2 separate regions of the Oryctolagus cuniculus genome follow, and region 2 is linked to region 1. A link is a contact called in public Micro-C data. All regions are on one chromosome and are shown on one strand. Each heading gives the region's core, a stretch centred on a gene start, on an enhancer-like site or on the middle of the called end of the contact. The rest is flanking DNA. Distances are from core to core; before and after follow the strand shown. Region 1 holds the start of HEY2 (hes related family bHLH transcription factor with YRPW motif 2). Region 2 holds the start of TPD52L1 (TPD52 like 1).

The links. Hi-C and Micro-C count contacts between places; a contact is called where the count stands out from the background.
Region 2: a Micro-C map of ear pinna shows a contact between it and region 1, with 10 times the contacts expected there. The contact joins the promoter of TPD52L1 here to the promoter of HEY2 in region 1. A contact is called at or near these places in 4 of 6 Hi-C or Micro-C datasets (ear pinna, embryonic fibroblasts, psoas muscle and 1 more).

What each region holds. Positions count from the first base shown.
Region 1 is chr5:44,055,565-44,063,059 of mOryCun1.1, reverse strand. HEY2 (hes related family bHLH transcription factor with YRPW motif 2) reads left to right here and starts at 3,068. Exons shown (of 6, transcript XM_051854369.2): 1 at 3,068-3,291; 2 at 5,005-5,083; 3 at 5,216-5,299. The coding sequence starts at 3,209. LOC108177469 (a long non-coding RNA gene) reads right to left here and starts at 2,868. Exons shown (of 3, transcript XR_001794288.3): 1 at 2,122-2,868.
Region 2 is chr5:44,708,280-44,715,774 of mOryCun1.1, reverse strand. It overlaps TPD52L1 (TPD52 like 1), which reads left to right and starts at 2,834. Exons shown (of 8, transcript XR_011388538.1): 1 at 2,834-3,064.

The sequences.
Region 1 (7,495 bases), core at 1,819-4,318:
TCAATACAGATGCAAAAATTGCCAGCTTTACATAAAACGGGTACGGGGAAGTGTCTGTGAGAAGGCTCGGGGCCATTCCATCTGCAGTTTCCTGATCTCAGCACCCGACATCTCGCCCTCACACCGACGACTTAAATCACAAAAAGCAACAAAACACGGCGGGACGACCAATTTCGGAAAAGCTACCGAGTCTTCCCTTCCCCTTTTAGGTCTGTAGTCCTGGGCTTCCTTTTCTATGGGATTTTGTTTCTAGGAAAGTTCCTTGCATCGTTCGGTCTAATTATCTCATTGTACAAATCTTCCAAAAAAAAAAAAAGAAAAGAAAAGAAAGAAAGAACCGCGGTTCCCTCTGCGCGCTGACTTCCCAGCCCCGGGCTGGGCTCTCGGGAAGACTTCGATCAACTTTCGCAATCAACTTTCGCCGGGAAGCAGGTCGCCGAGGGGAAGGCGGCCTGCAACCCCGCCGCTCTGCCCCTCCCAGGTCCCTTCCCCCCAACACGCGCCACCCCAGGCAGCCCGCAGCGCGCGCCCACCCAGCGTCTGCGAGCCTCTGGACGCCCGCCGGGTGCGCGGAGGTTTCCTCCTGTGCGTGCCTGGGTCCCGCGCGCACTCTCAGATGCAGGCAGACGGGGCGCCTACCGAGGGAACAGGCAGATGGAATACTTGAGGGGAATAAAAGATCTAATGGAAACATCTCGGGCTGCCTAATTACGATTCCTGCTTCAAACATAAATGAGTATACACTTTTGAGGGTGTTCAAAACGCTGCGGTCTTTCACCTACGCATTCTTCAACACTCATACAGCGCTTAACAATGTTCTAAGCGCTTTTAAACTACGACCTTCTTCGCTTAAAAAGTATTTTTAACGGATATGAAATTTGTGTGTGCTTTCGACCGTCCCTGAGATCTATTTCTTCCTAACACCGCACAGCGGTTAAGTCTTCAAAGTCAAATATGGGGAGAAAAAAAAAAAACCTTTAACCAATCGCTGCTTTATTGCAAGCAAATCATTTCCCTCTGCAGTGTTTCCCAACCATTCTAGTGAAATGCATGAAAAGTATTAGCATAGTGAGAAAGAATTCTTGGTTGTGTGGGTTTTTTTTTTTCTTCCATGATGACTTCAGGTTTTGCCGCTGGCGTTTGGAAGCGGCGGCTAATTTGTTCGCGTGGCAAGGTTAATTGCACCTGTAGGCATTGGCTTTGGGAGGGGGAAAAAAAAAACACCAAAGAGCAACCCTGGTTGAGCAGGGAAGGTCGAGCTCGCGTCTAACCGGCCTGACCACCCCTGTCCGGGCCTGGGAGCTCCCCGGAGCGAGAATGCGGTGGCCCCGGCCGGGGCGCCACAAGGGTGTGGGTCCGCTCTGCCCCGCGCTGCGCGCTCGGGCTGCGGGCACTGCCAGTGCTCCAAGGCCCCGAGTCCTGCGCAGGCCAGCACCAGTCCTGCGCAGGCCAGCACCAACCCTGCTGACCGCCGCGCCCGGGGGTCGCCGCCGCCCGCGCGCTTCGCTCCGGGTGAGATTTCACAAGTCTGCGCGTCTCGGGTTTCTGTTCACACGATTCTGAAGGCGGCGCCGCGGGGCGGCAGTGGAGACGGGGCTGGTGGGGACGCGGTTTTGTGTTCTAATGAGGTCTGTGACACGCTGGCCGCACTTTCCCGGCCCGAGCCCGCCTGCACCCAGTCTACTCTCTGCCCCTCCTCTCCTCGTCCCTCGCCCGCCCAGCGCGCATTGGGGGTGCGGAGCGATTGGAGAGTCCTGGGGGCTCCCTTGGAGGAGACCCCCAAAGACACGAATCCACCTGTAGCTCCACGCGCGCGAAGCTAGCTATTGGGCGACCTGTGCCCGGACCACGACCCGTCCGCTGCCCCGCCGGCCCACTCACTTTCCTGCCCTGCAAGAGGCACGGCGCGCGTGGCCGGTGCCCTGGTTCCTCGGAGCTGGGGAGAAAGAGCGGCTTGCAGACGGTTTCACTGAAAGCCCAACTAGAGTTTCTACAGCCCTGCGTCCAGTGCCCTAAGGTCTACTGGACACGAGTGCGTCCGTCAAGAAACAAACTCCCGCTCCCAGCGCGAGCCTCCGCTTTCCGGATTCTAAGGAACCCGACGGCTGCGCCTGCACACACCTGGGTGGTTGGAGGGAGAACGGAAGTGGCTATCCGGTTCATCCGAGTCCGAGAAAATCGAACTTGAAAATCTGCTAAACTGGTGCCCTAAAGACCCGCACCGCGGCCCTAACGCCGCTTACAGCGCCAAGGCGGACGTGGCCCCGGCCAAATCTGCTCGGCGGTCCCGCGGCCGACACCACGTGGGAATCGATAACGGGGGAAGCACAGAGCTGACAGGGAAGCCGCGCGTCCCGCGGCCGGCAGCCAAGTACCTGAGGGAGAACTGACGCCCTTATCTGTCCAGCCCAGAGGCCGCGGACGTAGGCTCGGGACTTGTCAGAAAAGCCAGCTTTGATTTAGGGTTTTCAAAACCCCCAGAGGGCAAGTGTGACCGCTTTGGTCAGCCAGTCAGCAGTTTCGGCCCAGACTGGGGACAGCCGAATGGGGGTGGGAAGAGGCGGTTCGGTGGAGCCCTGGCGCCGCCCGACGTCACACGCGCTCGCGCACACTCAGCCACGCGCGCGGGGTTATTCTTTAAACCCGGCCTGAAACTTAAGGGCCAGACCGCCGGCAGCGCAGGAGGGCGGAAAATCGCCGCCCGGAGCCCGCCCCCTGCCACGCCCGCGCCCGCGCTCGAGCCCGCGCTCTCCTCGGCGTGCTTCCCGGCTGACTCCACAGAACCCGCGCACACGCCCTCAGCACCCTCCGCCCGCCCTCGCGCGCAGCTCCCGGCTCCCAGGTGCTCGGCCGCGTTCCCACGCCTGAACCGCGGCCTCGAGGCGGGCCTTGGAGAGCGCGGCCCCGCCCCCCCGGATTAGCCAATCGCAGCACACGCCGACCTCCGGGGAGGCGTTGCCCGGCGGGCCGCAGGGGCCGGGGTGCGGGGGCTGAAAGGCGGCCCCGCCCGCGCGGGGGGCGTGGCCGGCGCCGGCTCTTGCCGCGGAGCAGGGTTGCGGCGTGGGAAAGAGCTGCGAGGAGCCGACCGCGCCGCCGCCGCCGTCGCCGGAGCCGCGCCCGCGGAGGCCCAGGGTGGGCGGGAGGGAGGGAGGAAGGAGGCGGGCGGGGAGGGCGCCCGTGGCTCCGGCCCTGCGCCGTCTTCTCCACGATGAAGCGTCCTTGCGAAGAGACGACCTCCGAGAGCGACATGGACGAGACCATCGACGTGGGGAGCGAGAACAATTACTCGGGGTGAGCGCGCGCTCTGAGGGAGCTGCCCCGGAGCCCGACGTTCTGTTCCGCCGGCTCGTGGCGGGGAGGGAAGTTCTGTCCGGGATGCTTTTTGCGTGGGGGGCGAGGGCTGTCTGTCGTCTTTCGCTGCGGGGGTGGGGCTGAGGGGGCGCGGGCCGCAGCCGGAGGGGAGCGCGCGGGCGTGGGAGGGAGCCCGGCTGTCCGGAGAGACGCCCCCCGCCACTGCAACTGTTGGGGGCACTTTCACAATGGGCCAGGAGAAAGGAGAAATTAGTCTGCGGCGGTGGCGCGTTTCGGGTTGACCGTGCGTGACTTGGCTGACCCGCAAGCGAGTGGCGGCCGCGAGGATGGGCAGGGCATCATCTCCTTGACGCGCTGGTCCTGAGCCTGCGGGTCGCGTCGAGATCCCAGGAGCCAGACCTCCTGCTTCCTGTGGCACAGGCACATGAACCGAGAGGCGTTTTAGCGCCGGGCCGGGTCAAGTGATAATTGCTTCTAATTGGCATCCCCAGAAGCGCCTTAATTATTTATCTGCAGCTGTCAAAGAGCGAAATCCTTCCTACTTTTGGAAAACTACTTTGCTCTCCTACCCTATTTGTAATAGGTACAAACCACAACCTGCAGACGGTAAGAGCAAAGATGTTTACGTGAGACGTGGGTTGCAGAGAATCTAATTTTAAAGTATCATTATGTCATCTTAAAAAATGTCCGAAAAACGGAAGGTGTCACGTGAAAGGTGAAACCAATAGAAAGGGGGTGAGAATAATAGGGGACAGTTGATTCAGAAATAGGATCCAGAAGTGAAAAGGTGAGGTAATAGGAACCTGGTGTGTGCAACATTTCTAAAATGGAAAAGAGCAAATGACAGAAACCTGGAGAATTTGAGAACGCAAGAAAATGTAGTACCCATGAGTTAGGAAACACAACAGATACAAACTAGGCAGGACTATGAAAGTGTCCTGACCAGACGATAATTTGATTGAACTTTGGAAAAATAGCATTTCATTAGCAAGCTGCTTGAGATTTAAGCTTACACGGACCGCTGAGAGGTGGTTTCATTTTCAAAGTTTTTCCTAGTACTAAACCTAATTTTAAGTTTCCTATTAGTGGCATAGTTAATTTAGGACATGCTTTTGGAAGATCAGTATGCCACACATTAAATTTGTTCATTTTGCCCTATTACGAGATATGACTGAAGATTTGAAATATACAATAACTTGCATTTATTTTAAAGATTGCATCTAGGGACAACAGTTTGACATGTGATGACTCTATATCTGATAGTGGTGCTTAATATGATTCTTATTTTTAAAAGTGCTATTACTTTGTTCAGTGTGTGTGACAGGAAGGAGGAGGTAGGATTCTATTAGCCGTTAATTGACTTAAGAAATATGTGGGAGTAGAACTAGGAAGTATTAATATGTAATTTCTCACCCTAACAACTCATCATTGTTTCACTGGGAGACTCAAGTAAGATTCAGGGTCATTTTTGCCAATGGATTTGACATCTGTATTAGCACGTTACAGATTTAAAACCAAAGGGACATAATTCCTACCTGAAAAGAGTCAGCAGAGTTAAAAGTGCAATCTGTTAAAAGTGAAGCAAGAACTAAGACTAAAATAACACAGACACGATCTGTGCGATCACTTTGTACTTTGGAGAAACTTTTGTTATGTTAATGCAACACCTGATATACTCTTCCTATTTCCTAGGCAAAGTTCTGGTTCTGTGATAAGATCGAATTCTCCAACAACCACATCTCAGATTATGGCAAGAAAGAAAAGGAGAGGGGTATGTGATTTCCCCCCCCCATTTTATTTCGCGTAACCCAGCCTAATGTGCAACAGTTCTATTTTTCCATTGTGAGTAATTTTATCATTTGTGTATTCATAAACTTTTGTTGTTTTGCTTTCTTTGGAATAGATTATAGAGAAAAGGCGCCGGGATCGGATAAATAATAGTTTATCTGAGTTGAGACGACTGGTGCCAACAGCTTTTGAAAAACAAGTAAGCTACCCCCATCACATACCGCTCCCCCCTGCCCCCCCAAAAAAACTCAAACAATCTGATTCTCTCATCTGGGGATGTGGGTTCTTGTTAAAGCTCATTAAAATAATGGTGTATGTGCCCTGATCTGGCACAGAGCAGCTATTTCAATAAAATGCTTTGTTGTGGCAAAACTATTAAAAACATAATCCATCTTGAAGTTGAAAAACATTTCCATTCTTTAGCTTATTTTCCCCTTAAGGGTAAGACTGTTCATGCTTTCTCTGTTCTTTCTATGAATACCAGTAGTGGTTTTAAGACCGCGTTGTATATAGTATTCTTCCCTGCAAAAAAAAAAAAAAAAAATTATAAAGTATTTTTTTTTTTGCCAAACTGTTAAGTAATCCTTTTATTTAAAAAATAAACCCCAGAAAGGAATATCTGTAGTTCTGCTTCCCAAATAATAATTCTGATAACATTTATCAAGCCACATACTTCCATTTTTTAATCCCAGGGCTAATAGAATGATGTTTGATTTGGTACACCTTTTTGGATTTGGTAAAAACCAAATTAGTCGTACATGCCCTTTTTCAGACTTCAAGCTTTGCTTTACCAAAAAGAGTTTGCATACTTAGAAAAGTAGAAAGCCAAATGTTTAAATGTTCTTTGTAGTTTAAAAAGTTGTGTTTCTCTTTGTTCGGCGGTAGCCAAAGGCACGGATTTCCAAGCGCGTCGTTCAAAGGATGTGGCAACATGTGCTTGTTGAAAATATTTTTCATTTGGTTCCAAATAGAGTACAAGACAACAGTTGTTTGTTTATTCCATTTTGTTGTTTACTTCATGAATCCACAAACATTGTAGAGCAAGCCCTACAAAGCCCTTGGAAATTATCCAGAAACTGCAGTTTTGGTTATTAGTCACTTTCACTGAAGCTACTTGTATACCTTCTTGTAAAAGTTGAACGTTGACAAAAATGCAGAATGAAATGTGCTATTGATTATCCATTTTTAAGACAAAAAAGACACGCAGTCTGTATACTGGGGCTGTCTTTGATAAGCAAAATGTAACATGGAAATGACAGTTTTGATGAGTAGCATTTTCAAAGATTGGCTGCAAAAGGGACTGTTAGTCTGCCCTGGGGTTGTTATTATGTCCAGGACAGAAGTGTCCTTAGTTAGGAGCAGTCAATTTGGTGATTTCTTTTTCTTGGTTTGTTAGATTTTTTTCCCCCCTTAAATGTTGACTTAAACCTTAAAAGCAGACCTCTGTCGTTTGGCAGTTAGTTACCATAAACACAAGCTTTCCCACTTGGGGAGCTTGGCTACCAACCCTAGGGAGCTGGCCCTGTCACAATATGATCAGAGGAGTTCTGTAGAGCAGTAAATAACTCTGGCGTTCATACCCGTGTACTGAGTGTTGATAATTTAACAAAATAAGGAAAGTATAGGAACCTGAAGTAAACTTTAGTATCCTTTCCAAGGTGGGAGAAAAAAAAACTCCGGCATGTTGGTTTAATTATTTAGCCCTTCCAGGAAATTAGAAGCCACCCACAGTCCCCTGGGACACTTGAGGTGGTAATTTGCATTTCAGTGGATTTCTTTAAGTTGTTGTATTTTAAAATAAGGAACATAAAAGTATATTTTTTATTTTAAAACTATTCTAAAAGGTTAGAGAACCTTACACATTTATGGTACTGACTAAATGAGTAGTTAAGTTATTCCTTATTATCTTGGAATTCACAGTGACACCTGCTGGTGATTACTGAAGACACACCTTAAAAAGCCTCTTATTTCTGCTTTAACTGGTCTAGTTACCTTAAGGACTTACTAGAACTTTCTGTATTTAAATTTTTAAAGTAATTTACTAAAATCCTGTCTCCTCTCTTTCCAAAATTGGTATTTAACTGATCTACATTTCAGCATTATATAAAAGACTATTGTAGGTTTCAAAATGTGTGACTAACCAAGACACTGATAGTTGGGGTAGTTTAGGAGTTTAATTATTATGATTTAAAAGTTATTTATTAGGCCTTATTTTAGTCTTTAAAAATTAAAATGGCAGATACCTGTCAACAGATGTGACACAATAATGTTTTCAAGTAAAATTTGGAAAGAATTCAGATTTTTCTGTGAAAACAACAAAATTTTCTAATGAGAGGGAAAATTGAAAGCATAATACTACTTTCAGCAAATAACATTTCATATACATTTCTATAGG
Region 2 (7,495 bases), core at 1,585-4,084, 650 kb before region 1:
AAAAGTTAAACCTTCCTTTTATAACACATTCACTTCAGTAATAGTTTCCCTTGGCTAAACGCTTGTGTGGGGCCTAACCCAACTTACCCGGCTAGTTCCTTCATCCTTCCAGACTCAGCAAACATCCTCAGAGAAACATTCCCTTATCTTCTCTTGCCAATCTGAGGGAGGAGGCGTTGGTCTGTGCTCACAGCCTGGGCTTACCTCTGGCACACTTTCCACACTGCATTGCTTTTGAAAATAATTTATTTCCCTCTCTTTTTTGTCATCAGATCATGAACTTTCTGAACAAAAATGGCCATCTCCCTTTGCCGTGTTCTTAGCATCTTGCACAGCTCCTGGCACATGGAAGATGTTCATTAACTCTGAATGAATAGCAACATTTTATTATTATTATAAATAGTGATAACAGGCACTAAAGGGGCAGTGACTTAACATTTACAAATCAGAAAAATGAGTCAGTGTAGATGAAGGTTAGATGACTCAAACTGGAAACTCATGAACTATTTTTAGTTTATTTCAACAGCCAAGGGTCAACGCTAACCTGATGTTTAATTTCTAGGCAACTGCAAGGACCATAGAAATGGTTCAGTTACTCATGGGTCACTTCATGCATGCCTGGTCACTATCACCAAAACTAATTTAAAAGCCCTATGCTTGGTGTTCCAAAGAGAAATTGGTGACATCCTCAACACAATCAAAAATGTTGACTTGTTTGTACAAGAACCAGGAAATCATGAGTATTTCATCTTTTAAGGGAAAATGTGAGACTTCATTGTTTATTAGTCTATACTTTGAGAGTAACTGGAGCATGGATAAAATATAACCTACTGCTTAGTTCATTGTTTATTCAATATATCTTTCTTGTGCTATGAATTTGTATGAGGTTCTTTGGCAGAAATTATGGGAGGCTTAATATAATACTGACACACAACCCTGACAAGATTTATCACCTATTTCAAGAAAGAAAGAGAAAATTTAAAAAATCACAAAAAGTGGTAAACCATTGAAGACCAAATGTAGACAAATACTACATTGTATGAGGGTACTTCAAAAAAAAAATGCATAGAACAATTGAATCAAAGTATAGATAATTTGGCGCAAAAAATTTTTGAAATCCGTGAATAGTTTCATAACACACATTTCCCACAAGCTTTGTGAAGACCCCTCATATTTTACAGAGGATTTTTTTTTGTAGATGTTGAGAAAAAGGGGTGATCTCACATAGCTACAGAAGGGCTGAGGTGAGATATGAGCTGATCATTCTTTTTTGCTATACATTATTTATTCATTTGAAAGGCAAAGAGAAAAGGAAGGAGAGAGAAAGAGAGAGATCTTTCACCTGCTAGTTCACTCCTCAAATGTTCGCAACAGCCAGGCCTAGGCTAGGTCAAAGACAGGAGCCAGGAACTCTAACCTGGTCTCTGATGTTGGCGAGGGTCCAAGCACATGGGCTATCCAGAACGAAGTTCTATATGCTATATGTCTTCCCAGATGCATTAGCACAAAGCCGGTAGGAAGCAGAAGGGCCAGGGCTTGAAGCAGTCCTGATATGGGATGTGGCTGTCCCAAGCAGTGGCTTAACCTGCTGTGCCGCATTGCCCAGCCCTGAGCTGGTAATTCTTGTTCCTTGCCATGCTTCCTTCATCCTTCAAGATTCTGTAAGGCAAAGACCCTCAAAGAAGCCTTCCTTTATCACGTGGCCAGTCTCGGGCAGGGAGAGCCAGGGAAGTCTTAGACAGGACTGGGGTTTTCTAGTCTCTGCTGAAAACATGACTGCCCCATCAACCTACAAATACAGCCTGCAGGTTCTGGTTTAACATATATAGATAATATAAAAGCACATAATATATGTCACATTATATATTAATATATTCATGGAAAATGTGTTACAAAAAAATCTCTGGTTGGGTTTCAAAATAATTTTGCACCAAAATAAACTTGTCTCTTAAATCCACTTCCCCACCAATTTTATTGTTTTATTTTTGTGTGTTTGAAAGGCAGAGATAGAAGAGGATTTTTCATCCTCTGGTTTACTTCCCAAATGCTCACAACAGCCAGGTGTGGGCTAGGCCAAAGTCAGGAGCCTGGAACTCAATCTAAATCTCCCCCAGGACTGGAAGTATCCCAGGTAGCAGGAAGCTGCCCCAGAAGCCGAGCAGGAGCAGCATAGCAACCACTGCGTCAAACACAGGCCCCACACTAAAATGTCTGTAAGACTAAAACCAATGCTCTTAGTGCTTTCACTGTGACTGGGGGACTTGAATGGAGCGTTCAAAAGATTCATGGGGTTCCAACTAAGCTCAAATACGGTGGCTCTGCCTTCTTGTCTCAACTCCCATGCTACAAACAAGTTCCCCGTTCCCAGCCGGGGTGTGTGTGAGTACTTGTGTGGATTTTGCTATTTAAAATGGCCCCAAGCATAATGCTGTAGTGCTCTCGAGTGTTCGGTCCAAGATTACTATGACGTTAATTAGAAAATGTGTATGTTAAATAGGCTGAACCTTTGTTCTGGTAACAGTTAACAGTGCCGTTGACCTCAAGCTCGATGTCAATGAATAAACGATATACACAAATAAGGTGTAGTTAAAAGGAAAAGGATCTATATGTAAAACAAGGTTATGTATTGATCACTTGCCAGGTGTTGGGAACAAGGCTTGCAGCCCCTAATTCGATCTCCCAGAGGAGCAGGGATTCAGCGTTGTGAACTCAGGTCCCCTTCCTTCCTCCCAGGGCATTAACCACTACCAAGCCCATCTCCGCGCCAACTTCCCGTGGGTCGGTGGTGGACGCCTTCCGCCTGCTGTGCAGAGCGGCCGGTAGGTGGCGCTTTCCAGCGTGGCGAAGGCCAGGTGGACTGGAAGGGGCGGAGGTAAGCAGAAACTGCCAGCGGGGTCCGTCCGCGGTCACACATCCGTCCACGCCGCGACTGCAACACGCGTGCCTGGAGAGGGCGCCAGCGGCAGGGCCAGCTGCGTCCTGAGCTCTTTTCCAGCTGCCATCGGCTTCGCGTCCCCGCTGCGCGCAGTTCGAAAGTCGGCCACCATGGAGGCGCAGGCACAAGGTGAGTGGTCGCCAGTCGCCCCCGAGGGTTACGTCCTGCAGAGCCCATAGGGGCCGTTTTCCCTGCATCCGCTAACTTCGCTCTCGGAAAGGACGGATCGGTGCCACCCGCGTCCGAAACTCCGCGCCTGTCCGCGCCTTCGGGATCATGCCTGCTCCCCAAACTCGGGATTTGCTGTGGGGCTGGGGCTCAGTGAATGGAGAGGCCCCTCTGCAGGGAATGCTCCCGCGCAAGGCCCTAGCCCGTTCCACAGCCAGTCGCCCCTACGGCCCCAACCTGGCAGGTGCCCACAGGACCTGTTGTGCGAGGTCCGGAATCGGTTTCCTTCCCTTTGCCTCAGGGGACTGGGGAGGGAGAGCGCGCGACTCCCGTCGCCGGGGGCCGTGGGCTCGCGCTCCTCATCTCGCAAGTTGGCGGGTGAGCGGGACGCGCCCAGAGGTGGTGGCTCCGTGGGGCCCCGGTCTCCCGGCCGCGCGAGGGGCTTCCTGCGCCGGGACTGGCCTTCGGAGGCGAGGGTAGCGTCACCGCCCCCAAGACCCCCGGCGGATCAACACGTTGTGCCTGCGTTTGCTGCGGTGTGGACCGACCCGGGAGCGACCTCTGTTTCCCCAAGCGCGCGTGGGGTACTTGGCCCGGGTCTGGAGCAGCCCGCGGTGGCTTCGCGAGGGGCAGTCTCCGATCTAGGGGTCACACTTGGAGCGGGTGTGGGGGACTAAGTGGATGGAATCGTTTGAGAGTGAGGGCGAAGGGACGGTGGAAAGCGGCCGAGGTGGACGGACGAGGAGCTGGAGGCGGGGGTAGGAAGGAAATCAATTCGGGGCTCGGCCGTGGGAGCGGCGCCAGGGAGAGGTGGGCTGCGGAGTTGAGCCTTTTAAGCAATCCTCGCCTCCTTTCCTCACTGTAGGAAATTCTGGGGTGCCTTCTAACAGAAATAAAAGCCCGTATGGGGGGGGGGGGCGGTTCCTGACCCTGTGCGCTCGCCCCCTAGGGGCGGAAGTGCCCTAATGAGAGGAGCTGTGAGGGTGCGTGGGCCCGAAGTCACCCAACAGGTTTGTTGCCGGGAGCAGGAACCATACTCCTCCAGTCCATCCGCCAAGATCCTGCCCATGAAGCTGCTGCTTCCAATGGATTCCTTTTCTATCATCTAAATAGGAATGGAGAATTTAAGGGTGGGGGTAGGTGGTGTTAAAAAGGGTGCTCAATGCTTGTTATTGAAGCTTGGTAGGGAAGACTTAGTTCAGAGCCATCATGAGCGGTGTGGGGACAAGAGCAACTGGAGCTGGGCGGTGGGCTCAACCCCAAACACAGCATGGGGTGAGTGGGGAATGATTTGACCTATTAGGATTCTACTGAACACAGGCCAAGGCCATCAGAAGTCAGCTGGGGGATGGTGGATGGTGGGGAAGCTGACCAGATACTGGGTTCTGGCTGCACTCACTTAGCAGGCTTCTCTGCCAAAACGGGGTTTAACAGGCACAGATGGGCCCAGGAGAAGGTTCAGAAGGTTCAGAAGCCTGAGTGAGCTTGGGACCAAGCAAAGGATCTTTGTTTTTGGCCAAGTTCAAAAGCAGAGGTTGGGTTGGAGGCCTTCACAGCTGAACTGAAGGTGGTAGGAACAACACTGGAGCTGTCCAGCCTGACTTGCAGATGAGAAATTTGGAGATTCTTAAATGCCAGCCCTGGATGACCCCAATGATATTGGCATCTCTGGAGCTTTGGCATGGATATATTTGAAAGTGTCCTTGCTGATTGTATTATTCAATGCAAAATTGGAGAAGCCCTAAAGCAGACGGGAAACATTCATGCAAATTCTGGAAACATCTGAAGCTGCAGATTGAGAACCCCTGGTGTCACTGCTTTGCTTGATTTATTTAACAAATATTCCCACGTTCTCCTCTGCCAAGCACTGTGCTAGGCAGAGCAAAAACAGACTTGATTTTTCCTTGATAAAGTCTATGGTAGAGGAAGAGACATTAATTTGACAGTTACTTGATAAATAAAACCTAAAATTGCCAATGTCCCGAATGCTAGAAAAGAGGGTTGCATATTGCAGTGAGAACCTGGAAAAATTAGGCCTCGCAGGCAATAATCGAAGTAGTTCAGCTTATTTATTATGTCCCTACCTCTGATTTGTGTGACACATATGTATTTGTTTATTTTATATGAAATTATTTTGTATAAAATGTATTTGTTTATTTTATACGAAAGGCAAAGAGAGAGAGGGACATGTGGACAAGGGAAGAGCTCCCCTCCAGTGGTTTGTGCCCCAAAGGACTCCAGCGGCTACGCAGATGAAAGCTGGGAGCCAGGAACGCAGGCAGATTTCCCAAGTGGGTGGCAGGAACTCAATTACTCCAGCCATCACTGTTGCCTCCCAGGGTCTGCATTAGTGAGCAGCTGTAAATCAGGAGCCACAGGCAGGGATCAGCCCCAGGTGCTCTGATAGGGCACGTGGGTGTGCTAATTGGCATCTCTTAACTGCCAGGCCAAACGCCCACCCCTGCCTCACATATATTGACTCATTCATTGGCACAGCAGTCCCATGAGGTGGTTAGTGTTCTCTTGCTGGTTCTACAGAAAGGAAACATGCAAGGACAGAAATTCCGGGTCCACAGAAAAATGGGTAATGAGTAGCAAAGCTGATTCCGCAGTGACCCCGTTCCCACTCAGCTCCTGTAACTTTCAGAGCGAAGATGCAGCCGAAGTCTCTGCCTACCTCTCCTGCTGCCCTTGAGCACTCCGCCCCTTCTGGTGACTAGAGGGAGCGTCTGTGGGTGGGAGGGACACATGGAAGACACAGGAAAGACACGTGAAGCGGAGAAAAACGAACTGGTTTGAGGAATAGTTAGGAAGAAAGAAACCAGCATTATGTGGATTGGAAGGAGGGAGGGCAGGGTCAGAGAGGACCCCGGTTTCTTACTTGTTCAGCCTAACGGGTGATGTCTACGTCTTCAATCCTCATTTTCCAAGACTTTGAAAGAACTCATTTTCAGACAGTCTAGTTATTGAAGCAGCAGACATAGTAAGCTGGTTAATAATGAAGCGTTGTTGCAAACTGTTTATGTTAAAGGAAAATCGTCTTTTCACTTGGAGCACATTCCTGGCTAAATGCCTCTTAGATTCTAAGATAATCCGATGATTTCCAAAGTATAGGCTTCTACCTTCAGCACAGTTTATTTTAGAAATATCTAGAATGGGGCTGGCTTAATCTCCAGCAAAGCTGAGTGAGGCTAAGTGGGCAGCTGCTACTGAGATGTCCTCATTCAGGTGCTATGGACACTATTTGCATATCTAGCGCTGTAATTGCTGCAGCAGCTGGTCCTGGAAACTTTCTCATGACTGAAATTCTGCAAATGTATTCTTTGACTCTGTGCAAATCACTTGGTGATTGCTTCCAGCAAAACAGGCCATTCTGGTGTATTGGTAGGACGGAGATCATGAAGTAGGATTATGAGTGGAGTGATTGGATGAGAACAGACTGGAGAAGGGAGCGGAAGGGGAGTCTGCAGGAGGAAGCATTCCCAGCTGCTTTCCACTGGTCCTGCTTTAATACCTAATTGATACAGAGTCAGTGCAGACTTTTTTCCCAATGGTGCAAAAGCAATGTCCATTCAGAAGACACCATACTTTGAATTTCGGATTTTATTTATTTATATATTTTTAGATTTACAAGCAAGATTTATTAGTGTCAAAGACTTCCAGCCAGAGTGGCATGTGGTGGTGGTGGCGGGGGGGAGCTCCATGAGAGGCAAAACCCAAAGAGGTGGTGGCATTGGGGTTTTTAAGCACAGTTTGGGGGAATAAAACTTGACATTCAGTTACAAGGCAGGGACAAAGCCCATCAAAAGACCTGTCTGGCTTGCTTGTGATAAAACGAAAAGAGCCATCAGAATGGTGGGATACCTAATTTGTTTACAGTAAACTGGGAGCTCAGAAGGAATCTCCACTCCCTTGCTGTTCTGATAAGACTGGAAACATCCAAGGAATGGGCAGGCACTTTGACCTTACTAAAGACTACCCCAGGGAAAGCAAGCCCTTTGGACTCTAGATTTCCACCAGGACCACCCTGACTGCCCACTAACCCGTCTGAACCTCCATTTTCCCTCCCTCAGAAGAAGGGACCCTAACTTTTGTTAGGAGTATGGGATGATGACCGCTGTGGCTTCTTCAAGCTGAGTAGGGGTGGAGTGCAGTCAAGATAGGATTCCAGCAGCAGTTGGGGGACACTGTGCCAACTTGCAAAAACTGCTTCCATCTGAGGTTTCATGTATGTAGCCATCTAGAATTTCAAATCTGGAGAAAATGAATCTAACAAGCAGATTAAACTCCCAGGGTCTAAAACAAAGGACAGTGTCATTATTAGAGGACCTAAGAAAAGAGCTGTCTAAACCGTGAGGAAGTTTTCCCATTGAGAGGCAAATAGAAACTGAC